Regions from separate parts of the Hordeum vulgare genome. Here region 1 is linked to region 2. Evidence: chromatin contacts called from public Hi-C data. All regions are on one chromosome and are shown on one strand. The core of a region is the stretch at or near the end of the contact, and the rest is flanking DNA. Distances in the headings are between cores, read along the strand shown. Region 1 holds the start of LOC123442805 (pollen-specific leucine-rich repeat extensin-like protein 2). Region 2 has its middle 56 kb from the start of LOC123442803.

What was found. Hi-C and Micro-C count contacts between places; a contact is called where the count stands out from the background.
Region 1: a contact with region 2 is called in a Hi-C map of leaf, with 6 times the contacts expected there. The contact joins the promoter of LOC123442805 here to the enhancer-like site in region 2. A contact is called at or near these places in 4 of 6 Hi-C or Micro-C datasets (leaf and seedling).

What each region holds. Positions count from the first base shown.
Region 1 is chr3H:32,921,142-32,923,841 of MorexV3_pseudomolecules_assembly, reverse strand. LOC123442805 (pollen-specific leucine-rich repeat extensin-like protein 2) reads right to left here and starts at 1,302. Exons shown (of 3, transcript XM_045118954.1): 1 at 943-1,302; 2 at 1-8. The coding sequence starts at 1,266.
Region 2 is chr3H:32,715,770-32,718,469 of MorexV3_pseudomolecules_assembly, reverse strand. No RefSeq gene overlaps it. Among protein-coding and RNA genes, the nearest start is that of LOC123442803, 56 kb to the right of the region's middle. Within about 2 kb of position 1,354, at least 2 of the 3 cell types and tissues checked have open chromatin away from gene starts, as enhancers often do. A contact at or near this core is called in leaf, where this site is marked.

The sequences.
Region 1 (2,700 bases), core at 53-2,552, 210 kb before region 2:
CCAGCACTCTTTCCATCATATAAAAGAAAAATGTAAGTAAGCTATATATGACAAGTGATGGTGTTTACTATCAAATGCAACTAATAATAATTAGAAGTTCATTGCATGCAATCGACAGAACCAACGAACAAATATATATCAAATAAGAATCACAGATTCAACAAAGTAATTCAAAAGAGTACAAATAAAGTCGTAAATGTAAGAGCTGGGGAAAACGTGCATCACCATGATACCTCTTGTGTTACATTTTAATCAGTCGTGTGCAAGAATTTAAACAGCAATTAGTCAGCACAAATTTCTGTGTAGCTTCTAACAAAACAAGATCTTGGCATAAATTTCACAGAACAGATGTACTGGCTATCTGGCATCTAACAGCATGCAAAAGAATAAAACTTAACGTACAAATCTACGGGAGTTCAGTCGCACTGACCATTTTTCTGACAAATAAGCGTCTATCTATGCGCTATTGCATGCTCGTTAGATGGCATGTATTACAAAGTCACTGAGATATGTTTCATGGAATTGAAACATGACTTATAGATGGCTTGAGGAATCAACAAATTCGATTATGCATACCATTCGTATGTGCTAACTTGATAGCTACCAAACAACAAGGCCATGTTTCCAGCGCATGCTACAGGATACCCAAAATTTAGTAGTAGTGCCTAGCTAGCAGTATCATGTACCCCAAGACAAGCCAACGTGAACCTATCCAAGGTGCAGTTCCTTCTTTTGCCCAGCCGATCTACTTACGGCCCCAGCAATTCAATATCACTACAATACACAATACTGCCTACATGCAACTACTCCTACTTACTAGATTTATCTTCCGAACTAGGCGCCTTTGTGAACTTTGCAACACGAGATAATCAGGTAACTTTGCTTCGGGCAAGGACATGAATCGCAGCTAGACCGAGAGATCCAGCGAGTAACAGTAGGTACCTTGAGGTTGTATGGGGACGAGGCGGGGGCGGAGACCGAGGCGGCCTTGGAGTTGGAGTCGAGGGAACCCCACGAGTGCGGCGCGGCGGCGGGGGCGGCCCCGGCGGTGCGCATGGGCTGGAAGTCGTAGCTGGGAAGAACGTCGGTGGCGGTGCCGTTGGCGCTGCGGTGGTGGCGGCGGCGCAGGCCGTCCTCGCTCTCCTCCTGGGGGTCGGGGCCCATCAGATCGAGGAGCTCCGAGCCGCCGCCCGCGGGGGGCGGGGAGGGGGCGGCGGAGGCGGCGAGGCCGAGGATCTGCTTGTCCATGAACTGCGACGTGTTCATCGGGCGGGGCCGCCTCGCCGGCGGCGGGAGCGTGTTGGGTGGGGGTGGGTGGGGGTGGGGGTGGGGGTGGCGTGCGGCGGGGAGCTGGGAGGGGAGAGGGGCAGCTGAGCTGGGGGGCGATGGGGGGGTCGGGTCAGGTCGGGTGGGGAGGAGGAATCGAGATGGGACGGCGAGCGAGACCACACGACACGAGAGACGAGACGGCACGGCGAGTGACGGACTCGATTGGTTGGTTCGTCGGCTTGCGCCTCTTCTGTGGGCCTGAAACGTGTGCTGCGAGAAAGTGGGCTCTGGACTGTACGGAGTCCTATTTCCGGCCCGCTGCACAAACCACCACACTGGTACCTAAATAGGCTGGCCTGTGTAGTTTTTTTCCACAGGATTCTCATTTTCCGTTTACTTTTTACTTTTCCTTTTTTCGATTTATTTCTCTTTTTTATTTTCCATTGTTCATTTTATCTATTTCCTGATTTTAAAAAAATCACAAACTTTCTTTCATTCTTTTGTAAACTTTTAAAAAATCAATTTTGATAACCTTTTCTCAAATTCGTTAAAATTTTCAAATTCCGTGAACTTTTTAAAATTATGAAGTTTTGCAAAATCTTTTTGTGAACATTTTTACATTTGTGCAAACCTTTTCTACATTATGAACTTTCGAAGTCCTGAACTTTTTTCAAATGTGTGAACCTTTTTCCCAAAATTCATGAACTTTTTAAATTATTTTTAAAATGTGTTCCCCTTATTTTAAAAGTAAATCATCTTTGGTCAATGTTTATTGGTAGCTAGTCACAGACAACTAGGTATAGTGTGATCGATCAACTTTTTTTAACGTATACTGACCTATCAACTTTTTTTAGCGTATACTGACCTATCAACTGAGTGAACGAAGTGGACACTCGGTTTGTTGGGCCAGACCATGCGGGAGAGGCATGCGAGCGGCAAGTGGCTTAACCGGCGCTGAACACGCCAAATAGGAGGTCTCCTGGACTGTTTGGGCTGGCAGGGATCTACTCGTTGTGTGGTTGTAGACGGGTGTGGACAACGTGTCCCCTAGGCTCATCCCAGGGTGCTCCTCTTTAATGTTTTTCTTTTACTAGCACAAATGCCCGTGCGTTGCAACGGAAAAAAAAAACAATGAAAAAGTGTAGTCCATTGATAAAAACGTGTATGGATACTGTTAAAAAAAAGACACGTACGTAAGGTCGATTATAAAATATGTACAAGAAAGAACCCGGTGCAAGTACATCATGTCAAAAGATTATAACATTTCTCAAATATTGATGCTTAAGTTAACATGTTACAATACAAATAGTCGATACGAAATAAAGACAAATATTGATTAGTATTGTATCCTATATAGTATTTTTAGACATATATATAACATGTAAAATAACAACATATTCAAACTCTACACATTTTTCTAATCAAGTTTCA
Region 2 (2,700 bases), core at 105-2,604:
GGGAAAATTCATCGAATTTGGAAAACAGTTCATCGAATTTGAAAAAGATTTCATCAAATTCGAAAAGAGTTCATAAAACCTGACAAAAGGTCACCGATTTTTAAAAAAGTTTACCAATTTTGTTACAAAATTCAGCGAATTTGGAAAAAAATCATAAAATTTGAAAAACATTCAACGAATACGAAAACAGTTCATCATATATGAAAAAGTTCAAAAAATTGAAAAAAAATCTTCATTTCAAAATACAATAAAAGAACAAATTCGATGAAAAAAAAAGAACGCACATTGAAAAAGGGAAAAAGAAAACCCAAAATAACGGCCCTAGAAATTACCAGCAATCCGCGGAAAACCGGCTTGGAAAACAAATGGATTTTCGCGATTGAATATCCAAATAAACAGAAAAAAACAAGTTATAAAGCACTAGTCATTCAATGGCCTAGTCTTAACTGTATTGTCGCCGTTGCAGCAGTTCCTGAGTTCAAACTCCTACAGGTGTACATTTTTTGAACGTTAAAACAGAAAACAAGAAGATGTATATAGGCCGGCCCAGCAATGCCCTATAACGGATGCCTGCAGGGCTAAATAAGAAATGTCCAAAACCGATCACCCTTTCTGGACGGAAGCATTCTAGTGGATCGAACCGGCTGCTGTAGCGGACAAGACCTAGACACTATAGCGACAATTGTTAGAAAATAATTAAGAACAATTTTCGAAATTCCTTTTTTTATGAAACATGATTTTTTTAAACTTCGAACATGTTTCGAATTTTCTATTTTTAATAATTCTTGAACAAAACAAGTTTTTTGCTTTACCGAACATTATTTGTAAAACACGGGCATTGTTTCACTTTTTGAACATTTTCAAAATATAATTTATTTCTCAATTTTGTGAACATTTTTCGAAAACATGTGCATTTATTCAAATTAATGACAATTTTGGAAAACATGCACATTTGCTTAAAATTTATGAAACTTTTTTCAAATGCGATTTTGTTTCCAAATACTGATCATTTTTTCAACTTTATGACTTTAGAAAATCAAAAAATAAAAAAATATAGTTATTAAAATAATAAATAAAATAAATGAAAGCACGTAAATTTTAAAACCGGATGATCCAAGAAAAAATAACAATGGAAAAGAAAATCGGTTATGAAACCTTCGAGAAGGTTTCCAAGGCTAGTCAGGAACCGTCTAGAAGGTTTCCCAAACCGGGATTCCCTCAGCACCATCGTTTACTAGTGGCTAGCCTATGCGATGTAGCAACAACTTGACGCAAAGTGCATCGAATAGGATCTCCGTTACACAATAACTTAGAAAATGCTATTTTCCGCACCTTGCGTCAAACTACCGGCACTTCGTAGGGACGAGCGACCGAGCAGCGACGCAACGACCTGCCCCGTTTAAGCGTTCCAACGCTCCAAGTTATGGGAACCTTGCTGGTTTTTTTCTGGTTTTACGAAATTTCTAGAGGTTTTCTGAAACCGGTTTTTTCGTTTCCATTTGTTTTTTTTATTTTTAGGTTTATTTTTTCTTTTCTCTTCTTTTGTATTCTTTTTTATTTTTATTTTTATATCTTTTATTTTTGTCAAGTTTATTTTTTGACAAGTGTTCACAGTTTCAGAATTTGTTCAAAAAATTTATAAAATTTAAAATTGTTCATAATTAGAAAAATGTTCATAATTTCAAAATTGGTTCACAATTGAATAATTGTTTATGGTTTTAAAAGTTGTTCACAAGTTTGTTCACGAATATGAATTTTTTCATGTTTCATAATTTGTTAACAATTCGAAAAATGCTGTAATTTTGTTAAATAATTAGAAATTTGTTCGTGTTTTAAAGTTGTTCACAATTCGGAAAATGTTCTCGGTTTCAATAAAATTTCATAATTCGAAAAATGTTCACAATTTGATAATTTGTTCATGAATTTGAAATTTGTTCATGTTTCAAAATTTGTTCACAATTCGAAAATGTTTTGAAAATGTTCACAATTCGAAAAATGTTCACAATTCGAAAATGTTTTGAAAATGTTCACAATTTGAAAATTGTGCATAATTTTATATTTTTTTTCACCAATTTTAAATTTGTTCACAATCGGAAAAGGTTCATGGTTCCAATTTTGTTCACAATTCGAAAACAATTATAATTTTGTTCACGAATTTTAAATTTGTTCATGTTTCAAAATTTGTTCACAATTGTAAAAATGTTCGCGGTTTCAAAAATTTATCACAATTCGAAAAATGTTCATAACTTTACAATTTTGTTCAGATATTCCAAAAATAACTGCAAAATTTGTTTGCTTATTTTCAAAAAATGTTCAATTATTTGAAAAGTCTAGAATGTCAAAGTATGTTAGCATTTTTTTTCACGAACTAAAAAGTTAAAGGATTTCAAAAAATTGTTCCCCTCTAAAAAAATGTTCACACATGATGAAAATGCTCAAGTTTCAAAACATGTTTGCATTTTATATATTATCGAGAAATTAAATAAAATGCCCATGAACTTCAAACAATGTTCGAGTTTGCGGAATTTGTACACAAATTTTAGAAAGTGTTCACATTTTCAAAATTAGTTCGACAATAAAAAAATGTTCGGGGTGAATTTCATTTTTCATAGTTTTGAACAAACATTCACATTTTCACTTTTGTTCTTGTTTTTCCAAAAAATGTTCACAAAAGAACTTCAAAAGTAATATAATCTGTCT